Regions from separate parts of the Anas platyrhynchos genome. Here regions 2 and 3 are each linked to region 1. Evidence: chromatin contacts called from public Hi-C data. All regions are on one chromosome and are shown on one strand. The core of a region is the stretch at or near the end of the contact, and the rest is flanking DNA. Distances in the headings are between cores, read along the strand shown. Region 1 overlaps LRRC56 (leucine rich repeat containing 56). Region 2 holds the start of CFL2 (cofilin 2). Region 3 holds the start of HRAS (HRas proto-oncogene, GTPase).

Region 1 (5,071 bases), core at 1,126-3,625:
CCACACTTGCAAAATGTTCGCTTCCATGCTAATTTCATTCTGTGCCATGTAGTATTTGAAATATTTTGCAAATCTTGAGTGTTACTTGTGCGAGCCTGGAGTTTATGCATTCTGTTTACTTCTGCTAAGGAACTCTACATAGCCTATAACAACATCTCAGACCTCAGCCAGCTGAGCTTGTTGGATCACCTTGAGGTTTTGGACCTGGAAGGGAACAATATTGAGGACATCAACCAGATGCAGTATTTGGGACTTTGTTGCAAATTGAGGAGTCTGACTGTGGAGGGTAATCTTATTTGTCTGAAGCCAAATGCAGAATCTGCAGAGGTGAGAACACGGTTTGTACACATTACATTAATTTTTTGCTGAGGTTCAGCAGTGTCAAAAAAAAAAACAAGAACAATTTTCAAACTCCTGCTGTTTATCATTTAGCCAATAAACACCTCTTCTCACAGCTTGCAGTGCAAAAAGGAGTCTTAAAGGAAGAGCAAGTAGGGTGTGGACGCAAACTGTAGGGGTCCATTCTAGTTAGTAGGGGTTTTACAACAGGTTAAGGAGTAGCTGATGTTTTTCTTAGGGGATGTGCCAATTATAATGCCTCGATTAGATGTCTCTCTTTAGACTTTTGCATTTCTTCTGGAGGATCCCCTGTCCAACAGCAAGTTCTTCAGGACCACCCTGCTCAAAAGTTGAAGCTGATGTTGAAATGACTGGGAAAAGCTGTATTGTAGGAATTGCGTGTTGTCCTTTTCCTTAAAATGGTAAAATGAAATTATCAAAAACACTTTTTATAAAAACCTGAAGATAAAAAATATAGCATTTCACCTCATACATATTGAAGTGATAAAATCAGTTCTGCAGAGGAATTTTGGTAAAAGCATGAGATTATTTGTGTCACAGAGATGAAAACAAGTAATACATGATCTGCTTTGGGTTTCAGGATACTCCACAAGAAAAGTAAGGAAGATCTAGTTCTATATGAACAGTCTCAAAGCTTTATTAATCTCTTTCCCTGCTTTGAAAAAATAGCATAGGGTATAAAACCAAACATCTTGGCATCTACTCTGAAGGTAACAGGAGGAAAATCAGAATTTGAGAAACTGGATCAAAAGAGACTGTTCTTCATTTTGGTCACATACAGTCAAATACATACCAAAGGATGGTTTGTAGCCAACACGCTATATACCCTCATCCGGATTTTTTGGAAGGTCATGAACATATGCATACACATGGGTATGTAATGCACAGCATTCACTAGGGATGGCACATCCCACAGGCACCATAAAGAGCTGATAATGCAGGGGAAAGCAGAGCAGGAGCTGGGGCTGTGTCTCCAACGTACCATGTTATATATCTGCCCTGTGCATTTCAAAGGAATTGTTTCCATACCATTAATTTTCAGAAAAGGAGGGGTTTGGTGTCCAAGACTTGTCCTGGACTTAGTCTTGAAAACTGAGGTGCTATCACTAAAACTCAATCATGTAGTAGATAGGTACATATTTTAAATCTCCACATTTTTTTTAGATTCATAAGTTGTTAGTATTTTTGAGATGGAACTACTGTCTTGATCACATTCCTCAATAAAAGCAGCAGAAGGTAGGGCTTTAGTTATCATAATGTCATATTGCCTGTGATTTGTTTAGCTGAGGAAATCAGTCTGTGAGCTGCTGCAGCACGTTGTCATGTAATGGGAGCTGAAAGAGGAGCGTTACGTTGTGGTGTGCCTTGTTGCATTAACCTGCGCTAAATGGTTGCCTCTACTTCTATGCAATCTGTTGCATTCAAATGCCAGCCAGAATTTGATGAGAGACTCTGCACAATAGTACGTTTTACAGAGTGTAAGTTAACTGTGGACTCCCACATGTTGGGAAGCTGCTCTGCTCTCGGGTGGTTACAAAGCTGGCTCTGTCCCTGACTGCCTAGCGCATCTTGTTGGGCATTGCCACTTTCTTGGTTTCATCCGACACTGTTTGCATTTCTTCAGGGTATAAAAAAGTCACCTAAATATAGAAAAGAGTAGATACAGACTCACTTTGGTGTGCCCTAGATGGCCAATTTTCATTCCTCGATCTCCTTGTTGTAGTGTGGCTCTTGCTACGGCTCTGTAAAAGCTCTCCTATTTATTTACTTCTCATCTACAGAATGGTCCAGCTAGATTTACTGCTCTTTCTTCAGACTGCCTGTTTGCTCTCTGTAATTTGATTTTCAGATGAGCTCATCTTCCTCTGTTATCTAAACCAAAAGCAACAACCTGATGATAAATTTTGCAGCCTCTGTTGCAGTAATGTACCATGAGCGTAACATGATGCTGCTCTCAAACAGGACATGGCTATAAATTGGCTCTAGCCCAGGCTCTGTTCAGAGTACATGTGGTACGTGGTAACATGGCGATGGGTTGACTCATTTTCTAAATTAAGATTAAAGGCTCAGTTAGAGGAGTTCAGTGTCTGCCTCTTAACAACAACAATTACACGCTTTATTTGGTGAGTTCCCTCTGCCAGCCTTGGTGCTGCATTTTGGGAGGGAGGGAGGGAGGGAGGGAGGGAGTGTACAGCCATCCAGCTACCACTGAAAGATTTCTGTTTATAATGGCTCCGTGTTGAAGGAGGACTTAGCTGTCTGGAGTTTTCTAATATTGCTCGTAATGTCACGAAAAGCATAACATTTGTTTGAATAAAGCAATTGCTTTATAGGTAGCTGATCACTTTCAGGGAAGCCACCCATTCATATTCTGCCACTAGCGATGCGCTCTTGCTTTATGCTTATTTGAGTAGGAAATGTATGAGATCACCATCATTGTTGCCATTTGTAATCTGAGACAATTTTCCATTGCAGTATTTCCATTGCAAAGCATCACAACCCAGTCTGCCCTGAGGTACTGCTAAGTTTTCCCAAAGAAGAAAGTGCCACGTGGAGATGCCTTTCCACTGCCGGCATCCACCAGAACAGCCCAGTTCACAATGTGCTCTGGGAACAATTGTCGCTGTTCTTCATTGATCTTGTTGCCTACAGGTCCCAAGCATTGTCACATGTTCATGAATATTTTTATTCAATGTCACGAGCAGAAGGGAGCTGCATCTGCGCTTCACCCTTTAGGTGTCACAGTGAGCCCACGTGCATTGGGTGTGACCGTGTTGTTCTTCCAGCACACTGAAAAGCAACCCCAAAGCAGTTTGTTTTAGCCTTTTGTGCACCTGCTATTGGCATGCAACCTCTTGCAGAAGAAAGTATGGTTAGAAGTAAGTAATCTCTTCTAATGATGTATAAAATCATGTATGGGTACCCTGAGGAGTGCCCCAGAAAGTCAGCGTAGTTCATTCAGTGCACCATACCTTTACCCATCAGCAAGCATAGCTGCACCCATAACCTGTCTTTTTCAGTATTGCTGTAACCTCACTGTTGATGCAACAACCAGAGAATCACAGAACCAGGCAAAGAGGCTGGACAAATGCTGAGGATGCCCAGGCTTTCCCATCAGTGGCTGCCTTCATTTTTGTAGCATGCATATAATGTAACAAAGATAAAGACCAAAGTCATCAACACATGAACGGCAGAGAGGCGTTTGGGCAGGAGGAATATGTTTGCACTCAGAACATGTTCATGATCAATTTGATCAGAAATCATGTGAGGAGAAAGCACAGTGAAATGAAACTCCTGATGGTATTTATTTTAGTTGAATGAGGCAAGTAGGTTTACTTCATAGAAGTATTTCAGGTTATACAGTAGTCATACAAATTGAACACCGTCATGCTTCTGAAGGACAGTCAGAGCTGTTCAAGTGACCACTTTCTCAATTTCTACAGGAGCCAGGTTATAATTACAGAGCTGAAGTGAAAAAGCTCATTCCCCACCTGGAGTATTTGGATGAAATACCAGCAAGCCAGACTGCTATCCCTCCTTCCAAGAAGATGAATGAGGACTGGCTAATCATCAAGGAATCCATCAAGGAAGCTGGTTTAGCCAGAGACATTTCATGGTTGGGTACGTCAGATTTCCTATCAAGGTTCATTTTTCAGGTTATGATGTGTGAAAAAGAAAGATGGAGAGCAAGCTGGCCTCTTCAGAGCCAAAGCTAAATTATAGAGAAGGGACAAAGAACTTTGTCTTCTTCACTTGGGAGGTGGGGAAGCTGGGATTCAGTACGGTGCAGATTTAAATGAAAGCTGTCCAAAGCTGGCCACTAAGATCAGAGAAATGCAAACGACTTGTAAAGCATCAAGTGAATGCAGCAGTAACTGGGAGTCTGTGCTTAGCATTCATTCGGCATGATCAGAAGAAGCAAAGCTTGGAAAATGTTTCATCAACAGCTGTTCTCAGCCCTTTCTATGGTAGCAGTCAATCCCATGTCGTGTGGATGTAGCAGGATATCCTACTCCAATTTAATAATAGGAAAGGCAATTTGGTCACCACGCCTTAATGGTAGCAACATCCTAGCAACTGTGATTGTGTGGTCTTGCAATACATCTATTCCATTTTCTTTGCCTTTGTGATTAAGTCCATTACATTCATTAGGACAGAGTAAATGGTTTGAAAATAAATCTGTTGTCCCTTTGCCTGTAGCCTCGGTTATAGTTCAAATGTCTGTGCTTTTACATATCGTGCTGCATGCACTTTACCACATTCCATTAAATATTACAAAGTATTTCCTATAACTGCTCCTGTTGCTTCCCATTAGTGTGGGCAATGCAGTTAGCTTCCCAGCCCCCACGGCTGAGGTATGCCTGCCAACTGTACTCCATTAAAAATTTAGTTTGTTTTGGAATAAGTACATATGTTTGTCATTTATTTAATCCCTGTAGGTCCAAATCATTAGATGTAGTAGTAGTTATGGTAGTGAAAAAATCCATTAAAATTTGATCCCTGAGTGATCCTGCTTTGGCAGCATCAGCTATGGTTCAGAGAACTAGTTAACAAAGTAGACTGAGAGAAACAGTGGGGAACGAGCACAACATTTTGAATTCATATTGTTTTCTAGTGTAGCCAGACTTACGTTTTTGCCTTCAGCTATAAACTGATGAGTTCACATGGTCAGGTTCAAGCATCCCCATATTGTCTTCTTTCCTATAGCAAC
Region 2 (5,071 bases), core at 1,235-3,734, 110 kb before region 1:
TAAAGATATGCATGTAACAGGAATGAAACTGAGGTACTACAATAATTTGATGACACAGTTACAGCAACTTAATTGGCATTCCTTTGGGGGGGAGGGGCGGGTCAAACATATTACAAAAAAGTGCTTTAAATGCATAGTGTTGTGTGCTGCCATGTCACAAAAATAGGCTTGTCAAGGCAGGTGAGGTGTATGAATGCACAAGAGCCTCATGGAACTGCAATCAAGTGCAACTGTAAGTAATACTGTATAGAGTCTACCATCCGACCAGTGGACAATACTTTCAAGGCATTCAATTAGCTTACCCTTTGCTGTCTGCTAGACTATTCACATTAACTATCACATTCATTGTACATGTTGCAAGGAATGCATGCAACGTCAGTTTTGGCTAAGAGTGTGACGTGAAAGCATTCCTTGGATCCTACATAAAACTACCAGGATTAAACAGTCTAATGGCAATCACTGGTAGACTGCTTAACAATGACATCTCCTTCAGGGGCATTAGGGAAGGGACTTATTTTTTGAGGAGGGAAGGGGAAAGGGAGTCTAATACTATTCCAATTGAACGAGCTGCAGAAATGGAAGCTCCTTAGATCCAGATGGCACTTGTCTGTCTTTTTATAAGGGTTTTCCTTCAAGTGAAACTACCACGTTGCCTCCCAATTTCTCTCCAAGTGTTGAACGGTCCTTAATATCATCCAAACCATTTACTTGCCACTCATGTTTAATACCTGAAAGACAGACGGACAACAGGACGTTTGTGAGAACCTCAGCCTCTAAACGGCATTGCAGCTAATGACCGAAACGTTTTTAGGCCCATACCTGTAAATTTCTTTTTAATGGCATCTTTAGAGCTTGCGTAGATCATCTTGCTTTTTAAAGGCGCACTTTCAGGAGCCCTTTAAAGAGAAGAGAAAAGAAAAAAACCCACCACCAACAAAACAGTTATTCAATCACCCATTGTTAAGTCACGAAAATTCAATCTTAACTATGAGCTTTGCTTTTACACACCAGAATATAAATACCAGGTCTTCTTTCTTAGATTCCTTTGTCTCATATGTGGCATCATACAAAGCGTATCGGCAATCATTCAGTGGTAGCAACTTCACAAAGGCTGTGTAGGGGTCCTCCACGGTATCTCCAATGTCACCAACCAGTATCTGCTTTGACTCCTCTACAATTATTTGTTTTTTGTCATCACTTAGGCAGAAGAGAACGGCTTTCTTTCTTTTTTTAATCTCTTCTGGGGTTGAAGATTTCCTTACTTTCATGTCATTAAAAACCTTTATGACTTCATCGTTCACTGTTACTCCAGAAGCCTGTAAAACGAGATCAAAGGAATAACTTAAACACCAAAAATTAACACTCTCTAAGCAAGACGACAGCCCACAGCGCTAGATAAAGAAGCCCACCCGCCCTGCAAGGATAAAAACACTATACTCAACCTGGGCACACCACGAGTTTAGTCATCTCTGTGGGACCAGTGCAGAAGATACAAGGCAAGGCAAATTCTGCACGCTCGGCATCTTCAACTTTAATCCTGCACGGCGCTTTTACAGAGCTGGGCTTTTACAGAGCTGGGCGTACAGCCGTGCTGCCGCAGCAGCCTCCTCTCCCTGGCCGTGCATTGGGGGGGCAGGGAGGTGCACAGGGAGGCTTGCAGCTTGGGGCCGGGGTGGTTTTTTTGTTGGTTTTTTGTTTGTTTTTCCCACCCCGATGGCACAGCCGCTCCGGCAGCAGCGCATACCCCGCGCCGTCATGCCCCTGGCTTTGCGGCGCGCTGTCAGGCTCCGCCAGCAGCAGCAGCAGAAATGCTTCCTGCATTGTGTCAGCCCTGACACGGCGCTTTAAAGCCTCCCCAGCCCCATCCCGCCCGGCCGGGCGCCCTCCTTCCTTCCTGCCGCCCCCACCCAGCCCCGGCAGAGCCCCGGAGCCCGCACCGAGCCCCCAGCCCCAGCCCCAGCCCCAGCCCCCAGCCGCGGGCGGCGCCGGCTTTGTCCCGGGGGGGGCCGGGGCCGCTCCCCCCGCTTTGTTCGCGGCGCGGAGGAAGGAGAGGGAGGAGGGAGGGAGGCAGGGCCGGCACCGGAGCCCCCCGGGCCGAGCGGGCGCCCCCCTCCCGGAGCCCCCTCGCCGCCGTCCCCCCGCAGCGGGCTAAAATTAGCCTAAAATGGCCGCCGGAGCCCGCGGGGCCCGAGCCGAGCCGCGCCGGGCCTGCTCAGCCCCTCGCCCCGCCGCGCCGCGCCGCCCCCGGGGCCGCCCTCCCGACCTCCTTCCTCCCGTCCCTTCCCGTCCCGTCCCGTCCCGTCCCCGCTTCCCTCCCCGCCCGCCCTCACCATGGCGCCGGGGCGGCGGCGGCTGCTGCCTGCGCTGCGGGGCTGCTGCGCGCCGGGGAGCGGAGCCGCTGAGGGGAGCGGCGGGGAGCGGAGCGGAGCGCGGCGCTGCGCCGGGGGCCGGGCGGGCGGGCGGGGACTGGGCCGGGCGGGGATGAGCCGCGGCGGCCGGGGAGGGGAGGGAAGGGGAGGGAAAAGGAGGGGAGGGCCCCTCACATGCGCAGCGCCGCCACCACGTGCCCGGGCCCCGGCACCACAGCGCCCCGCCCGCACCGCCCCATGGCGGCCGGCGGCGGCCCCACAGCGCTGGGCACCGCGGGCGGCATCGCCTCGCCTCGCCTCGCCCCTTATCGCCTCCAGCCGCAGCCCCGCCGCCTGGCTGATAGCGCTGGGCGGGGGGGCAGCGCGGGCTGATAGCGGGGCGGCTTCCAGGAAAGAGGGGTCCCCTCCTGTGGCACCCAGCGCTGCCCGGGCTGGCTGGTTGGGTCTGACTGGGACAGACTGGGACTGACTGGGGCTGACTGGCTGACTACAGTCAGCACCGGAGGGCCGCAGGGCTCCTCACGCTGCCCGCACACACGCCAGCAGCATCGGGTCCAGGGATGAGGACCCGGACTGCATGTCTGAGCTGGGAAAGTTGTCCATGACACACAGCTCAGTCTTCAAATGTGATCCGTGCTGCTTTGTGTTTAAACAATTGGGATAGGTGAAAAATTACTACATAAATGAACAGCACAAACCCTCAGCTGGGTAACTCTCCAGACAGTTTTATCACAGAATGGTCAAGGATGGAAGGGGGGCTCCAGGACCTCTGGGGGTCATCTGGTCCAACCCCCAGCTCAAGCAGGGCCGCCTCATCGCTGGCATGTACTGGGATATTCTCATTACATGCACAACCCACGTAGTGAGTTTGAAGTGATCTCTACGCACAGGCGAGACAAGCCCTGAAAACATTGTGAAGACATTACTTAAAGGCTTTTGCCTTTGTTTCAGTTTTTGTTTAGCTTAGCTTCTGCTTCCTGGGAAAGATTTGGTAAAGGAAAAGAGATGCTACTGATAGCATCTATGATAGAGGAGGACACAGCCAGTACAGTGCCATGACCGTCACTAACAAGCTCTCCTCAGACTAGGTCTTAGGCCTGGTTAAGGTAATATTTATTTATTTTTGTTTGGTTGGTTGGTTTTCCAATGGAAGGTGTCACAGTCCCCACTGCTGAAGGTAGGCTGGAGGAGCTGGGCAGTTTGGCTGCCTTGCCCAGCAGCACCCAGCCCTCCCTGGCTCTGCTGCTGTGCCTCCATCGTAGCTAAAGTCCATGTTTCCTCCCCCTGCTTGCAGCCTGAACTGACTTCGGACAGAAATCAGAAACTGCTGTGTCACTAAAAGCCAAAATAAATAAATACAAAGTGTTTATGGTTGACTTCAACCAACATAAGTCCACTGAGGATGTCTCTTCAGCCCCATTTCTGGGCACCTGCTTCTCACAGGCTGAGGTGAACGTCCCCTGCTCGGTATGGCAAATGACTCCCAGAACAGCACTTGTGACCCTGGAGTGTGTGACATGTGCCCTCCTGTGTCCCAAGTGCAGGTAATAGTGTAAGGCACACAGACAAGTGTAAAATACAGAGCTACTCTCCTCCTGCCCTTGCAGCACACCCTCACCACCCACACAGAGGCCCTTCCCTGCACTGCCAAGGCAGCAAGGCCAAAGGTGGAAAAGGAGCTGCACAGCCAGGGAGATGCTCCAGGGATGACAAGTCAAAACTGAGCATGACTCACCCTCCTTCTTTACTGCCATGGAAACTGAATAATGAATCATAAGTGCTTGTTATGCTGTTCAGCTCTTCAGAGGGCCTGGGTGTGTTCAGCTTGCCTAAGCTCGTGCCACAGAAGCAGACCTGAAATGGCCAAAAAACTCCTTGCCATAAGGGAAACTATAAAATATTGGAGTGCCTGGGAACCACATCCCAGGTACTTCTAGAGCAAATGCACCTTAAGTGCATCTCACACGGAGAAAATTCCTAAATAGCTCCAAACCTAACAGTTCCTTCTCCAGACTTACGTTCACTTTAATGACACTGCAACCCTGATAACACTTCCAGACCCAAGAAATTTGGCTACCAAGTGAAGAATGCATCACAAACTCATGAACGCTGACACCCCGCCTGCCATGACCAGTGAGATGTTATCCCGTACCAACCTACCGGCACCAAGTCAGCAAGTGAAAATGCAAAGTCCAAAGGAACTGCTTGAGATGCGAGCAGTAGGATCTGGTTTTGCCTACCTTAACTCTCAGATCACGGCTGACATGCCTTGCTGACATGCTGAAGATCTGCCACGATTCCCCTGAAGCTGGCCTTGCTGGAAGCTAAGCTCCTGGAAACAAGGATGTGCTGCTACGTGAAGGTGCGATCTCGCAGTCCATGATTTCAGGAGGAGAGCTGCTGCGTCAAGCTTTTACATCTCCTTTTGCTCCCAGCCTGCCTCCACCTTCGGCACGGACTTCCACATTGACCTACCTGAGTGTGGGGCTCCTGGTGATCTCCTGTCCCAGCAGAAAGCCGACAGGCAGCGCTTCCAGCTCCGCAGGAGGCGACGTGACTGACCAGCACTGACCCGGAGTCCCAGCTGCCCTACTCCTGACGGTGTGATCCACCACAGAGAGGAGAAGCGGTCTGCCCTCTGCCCAGCTCCAAGCACCACCTCTCGGGCAGGCCCTCCTTATAGGTTTGCAGTCTCCAGCTCT
Region 3 (5,071 bases), core at 756-3,255, 67 kb before region 1:
GCCCCGCTAACAGGTGGCTGCGGCTGTGCCCGGCCGCTGGGCGCTGCCCACACCCCCTCCGGGTCCCCGCCACCCCCCCCCGGTCCCTGCCACCCCCCTCCCCGTCCCCCCGGTCACTCACCGGCTCGCCCCCCCCTCCTCCGCGCCACGGAGGGATGCGCGGAGCGGAAGTTTGCGGCGGAATAACGACGGCTTTCTTCGCAAAACGCCCCGAGAGCCGAGCCAGCCGGGGCGGGGAGGAGGGGGGGGGAGCCCTCAGCCGTGCGTCGGGCCGGCGGCGAGGTGAAGTTTCCACCGCGGTGGTGGAGGCGCCCCCGGTGCGCAGCGCCCCCCCCGCATTGGCACCGGGCGCCGGGGCGCTCCGCCGCCGCCGCCCGGACAATGCGCGGCCGGGCGGGGGGAGCCGAGCCCCGCCGAGCCCCGCCGAACCCAGCCGAACCCAGCCGAGCGGAGCCGAGCGCGGCCGAACCCTGCCGAACCCAGCCGAAGCGCGCCCCGGCACACGCCCAGCTCCCCCCCTCCCAACGCACACGCAAGTCCCGCCCAGCTGTCACTCACCGCCGCCCGGCGCTTCTGATAGGTCCCCCCCGCCGCCACCGCCCTCCCCGTGGGCTGCGCCGCCTGTCAATCACGCCCCGCCGGCCCGCCCCCCCCCGCCGAGGACTGGGAGCGGGGCGGTGGCGCTGTGAGGCCGCCCTGAGGCGCGGCCCCGGGGCGGCGGGGGGGGGAACCGCACACGACGCCCGCCGGCCCTCCTCAGGGCTCCGCCATCGCTCGGGGGAGGCTGCGGGAGCCCCCCCCGGCGCCCAGCGAAAGCCCCGGTGAGGGGCGAGTGCCCCACAGCCGTTGTTGCCCTTCCCTCGGCCTCGCCGCCCGCCGTCGGGTTTCCCCCGCCCGGCGGTGGCGGTGGCGGTGCCGGGGGAGATGGGGCTCGGTCACGGGCAGCCGCCCTGAGGCCTGCCGGCACCCCGTGTGCTCGGGTAGCCCGCACGGTGAGGGCTGGGGGAGCCGCCGGGCTGCTGCCGGCCCCTAGCTGGTAGCCTGAAGGCTAAACCCGACACACAGGGCGCTTAAATGGCTCCTGGACACGTCTAGGGAACACAGAGCTCCAAAACTGTCCAGGAGCCACATAGGCAGGTCATCAAAGCACAGGTAGACGAGCTGGGTCAGCACAAAGGCAGCTGAGGTACACGCTAGGCAAACATAAAATACTCGGGTGTCATGTCTGCGTGTGCTGAGCGGCTCTGTCCGACCCTACCTGGGTGCCACAAGCAGCACGGTTAAACCTGAGCTTGTAAACCCGATGGGCACGGCTCCCTTCTGTGCACCCGGCTGTGCCAACACAGCGCTTGTGTCCTGTCCCAGCACACCTGTATTATCTAATGCTTTTGTCAGGCACTGCAATTCCCCTGCTGCTGCGGAAAGTGAGCAGCAGATCGTAGCACCTCGCAAGCCGGGAGCATGCAGAAGGATCGCACTTTGAGGCAGGACAGTGCGATATGGCTGCATGAAGCCTGTGTTCCTAGCGCTGGAAAAACACCGCTCGCTCTGATGTAATTTTCAACCGCATCACCACAATTTATTGTTTCCATTAGAAAGGTATCTAGTAATCTGAAAATTGATCTAGAAACCATTGTTCTAGATACTACAGTTGACACACAATAAAAAGAAAGCTCATGCCCTGCAGAGCTCATAGCTGGAATAGATTAAGCAAGTTCTAAGGACACCCGTCGAGAAGCCGTGCAGGTTTTTTCAGGTCTCGTAGCCATGTGTTGCACCAGCACAAGCAAACCTGCCAGAGCACTTTCTAAAAGCCAGAACGCAAACAGACGGGTCCAAATGAACAGGGTGAAGCTTTGACTTACTTTGAGAGTTGTTTGCTTGCTCCTAACAAGCCCTCCCGGTTCTGAACGACCTCTCGCTTCTCCACGAAAGCAAGGACCGCAGCTCGCAGGAACACGGCATCTCTCCCAAGCAAGCCAACGGCAGGAGCAGCAGCGAACACAAAGGTGATGGGTTTCTCCACAGGCAGCCACACGTACGCACAGCGCACCGCCTCTCTGCCCTGCCTGTCTCGTCTTGTCTCACCACTTTCTGGTGAGCAGGCAGGGTACTGGGGCGTGCAGAAATCTTGCCTTTGGAAGCACCCTGAAAGCAGGGTTGTATTTTTCAGTACCTAGGTGGCCCAGAAGAACTGATCAGGGAGCAAAAACCGAACAAGTAGTGTAATAGACACAGCTATGGGTGAGCCTCAGTTTCACGCCTCTTGGGCTTCTCAATGACCTACAAGAACCAAGAAGCACCAGGAGACGGGACTGAAACTGCCTCTTGCTCATTCCTCAATGCCAGATCACATCAGGATGTAAGATACCTGAGGACTATTTTTTGTTGGCGGCCTGCTGGAAGACAGAGGCATAATCATCCATCGGTGAGTCATAACCACACAATCACACAGGGATGATGACATAAACTTGTGAAGACACAGAGCGTGATACAGCTTAAATATGTCTCCCTGCCCCCCGTTTTGTTGTTGTTCTTGTTGGTTTTGATAAAAAGGCAAAATACTGGGATAAGACCCTGAGTTGCTACAAACCAACGCAGCTTTTGGCAAAGCTGACAGATTTACAGTTGCTTAGGATATAGCCTGATCTACAGACAGAACCCTCTTTTTTTTTCCTTTGTGGCAAACTTTGAGGAGGGCAAAGAGAAATATGCACCTCTCTAGAAATCCTGCAGAGATAGAAACCACTGCAAGCCTTGCTTGACAGGAAAGGAAGGCTAGTCTAATACTGGGCCTACTGACACACAGTGCAATAAAAATGAGATGGGGAGAATCTCACAAGAGCCTTACTGCCACAGAAATACTGTCAAAACAGAATCTGCAGTGAGGTTGAAAAGCTGCTCTGTCATTCTGATGCCTTCATTTTTTCGTGATCATCTTCACCAAACTGTATATAGCATGCAAGCGGGAGGCCTTATCTCATAGCCTTGCTTCTCCCATCAATACTAGTATGACTTGTTAAAACAGCAGTCTAAATTCAGTCCTGGAAACGTACATCACTGATTTTTGTAAGTGCTATGACCCCCAAAATAATCGTAATTCCCTCTTTAACCTCTGCAAGAAGAGACTTAGCATGACATGCAAACATACAAACACAAGTTTGTGACAGACAAACTTAGGCCACAAGCTTCCATAGTAACTGAGCTTGCACATCAGCTATAGGTCAAGGCTATCCCCCAAAATTTTGGGATGTTAATCTATTTTATGGATTTTTGTACTAGAAACACCCAGGTAATTGCCAAGTTGAACTAATCTCTCTTTTGCCCTTAAAAAAAACAAAACAAAACAAACAAACAAACAAACAAACACAACACAACACCCGACAACAAACAAGAAATAAAAGAAATAAAAAATAACAGCTGTTTTGTTGTTTTTTGTTGTTTTTTTTTTTTTTTAGCTTCACAAGGATCTTTGTTTAAATATATCCAGATTTTGCTCTCAGCTCTACCATTTTTCACCAAGAAAAACTGAAGGGTATATCAATTCTCAGCAGGCACAGAGGGTAGATGAGTGGTGTCAGGTTGCTTTTGTTGTTCTCCTGTGTCTTCTGTCACTTTGCCATATCCACATTTTCACCTAGCTGTGTTCTAATTATGCAGACTACTTCCTGGTTCTTTCTGTAGCTTTTGAGCTCTGGCTAAATTCAGGTAGTCTATTTTCCTGGATGCATATTTTCTTCTGTGTAATTGAAACTTTCTTGAAGTGTTTGCAAGGAAAACTATAGCATTCTGCTCTCCTTATCATTGTCTGAGAGCGTACTGAGAAAAACAGAGGATCTGGTGAACTCTGCTTTCCCACAGCACCATACTCTTCATGATATTTTAATTTATTCCTTCTGCAGCTACACCAGACTCAATACACCTGCAAGTACTTTTCCTGTACTAGGATGTTTTCCTTGCTCATCTCTCCCTGAGCATAGGGTATGAGTAATGTCATGGCAGAAAGCAAACTGATACATGAGAGAGTTTTAAGACTTTAAGTTTTCTAGGGAATGCAAATTGTTTCCTTTTCATATCTGACAATGCAACACAAGTAACTTGTCATGGCAACCGATTTATGAAACAAAAAAACAACAAACAAAAAAAGATCATTACAAGGTGGTTTGTTGCTATAGCAAGGGAAGAAGCTGAGACCTTATCCTTTCTGTTCACTGGTGAGCTGCACTTCATCTAGGTAACAGAACTTGTCAGTAGAAGTTTATACTGTAAACTTATTTATATAACCTTATGTTATATGTGGCAGCACCTCTGTCAGCCTCCCTGATACTTGGACCAAAACCGAAGTGCAGTCAGAAGGAAAGAAGGAAGTGTTCAAAAGAATTGAAACAAAGCTGGATTCTCAGAAACACAAGGCCTAATCCATTTCCGCAGCAAGTGATGCAACTCTGCAGATGCCAGTAAGGGATGAAACTATTTCTGCTGAAATTAATTTGGCTTCCATTCTTTGGCAGTTGCCATTCTTTTCCCAATTGCTTTTAAGGGGAAAACTCTTCTCTGCAGATCTGGGAGTATTCTGGAGTTACCTGGGACAGAGGATGGGATAGGCTCCCAGTCCATGTTCAAACCCACTCTCTTTAAAGGGATGGTTCAGGGAAGGGCAGACCGCTTTGTATGTGCAGGTGTTCATAGAAGCCAGTGGAGCTACCCTGCACTTAAGGTAGGCTCATTTGTAAACCTCGAGTAGGTCTAGAACACACACAAAAAGTTTGCTTTATGCCTGAGCTAGAAAGGATGCCTGCTGGGGGATAGCCTTGAAAAATGAAAGAAAACCTGAAAGTTTCTTAATCCCTAGGCTACTGATATGAGCTACAAGCAACACAGCTCCAACCGAGTGATAGAATAAAGCATATGCTCTCCCTTTCTATTTTAAAAACACTCTCTCGCAGTTAAAGTTTAGCCTGTTGATGTAGTAGTAAAGTGGTCCAGCATGAGAAATGGCAGCCAGCCTTCTGAGCTGCCTGGGGACTTAAAGATAAAAATGTTGTAACTCCCGGACAATCCTTGTCTAACT

Evidence for each region. A called contact is a pair of places that touch in the nucleus more often than the background predicts.
Region 2: a contact with region 1 is called in a Hi-C map of skeletal muscle, with 1.9 times the contacts expected there. The contact joins the promoter of CFL2 here to the enhancer-like site in region 1. A contact is called at or near these places in 4 of 8 Hi-C or Micro-C datasets (F1 follicle, skeletal muscle and subcutaneous adipose tissue).
Region 3: a contact with region 1 is called in a Hi-C map of liver, with 2.1 times the contacts expected there. The contact joins the promoter of HRAS here to the enhancer-like site in region 1. A contact is called at or near these places in 2 of 8 Hi-C or Micro-C datasets (liver and skeletal muscle).

The regions. Positions count from the first base shown.
Region 1 is chr5:46,081,341-46,086,411 of IASCAAS_PekinDuck_T2T, forward strand. It overlaps LRRC56 (leucine rich repeat containing 56), which reads left to right. Exons shown (of 19, transcript XM_072038934.1): 12 at 130-327; 13 at 3,804-3,981. Among named protein-coding and RNA genes, the nearest start is that of RASSF7, 23 kb to the right of the region's middle. Within about 2 kb of position 2,376, at least 2 of the 8 cell types and tissues checked have an H3K27ac peak or open chromatin away from gene starts, as enhancers often do.
Region 2 is chr5:45,974,099-45,979,169 of IASCAAS_PekinDuck_T2T, forward strand. CFL2 (cofilin 2) reads right to left here and starts at 2,485. Exons shown (of 4, transcript XM_005017027.5): 1 at 2,331-2,485; 2 at 1,009-1,316; 3 at 820-896; 4 at 1-728. The coding sequence starts at 2,333. The coding sequence ends at 616.
Region 3 is chr5:46,015,206-46,020,276 of IASCAAS_PekinDuck_T2T, forward strand. It overlaps HRAS (HRas proto-oncogene, GTPase), which reads right to left and starts at 2,006. Exons shown (of 6, transcript XM_072038938.1): 1 at 1,866-2,006. It overlaps LRRC56 (leucine rich repeat containing 56), which reads left to right and starts at 2,177. Exons shown (of 19, transcript XM_072038934.1): 1 at 2,177-2,428; 2 at 4,304-4,457; 3 at 4,561-4,717.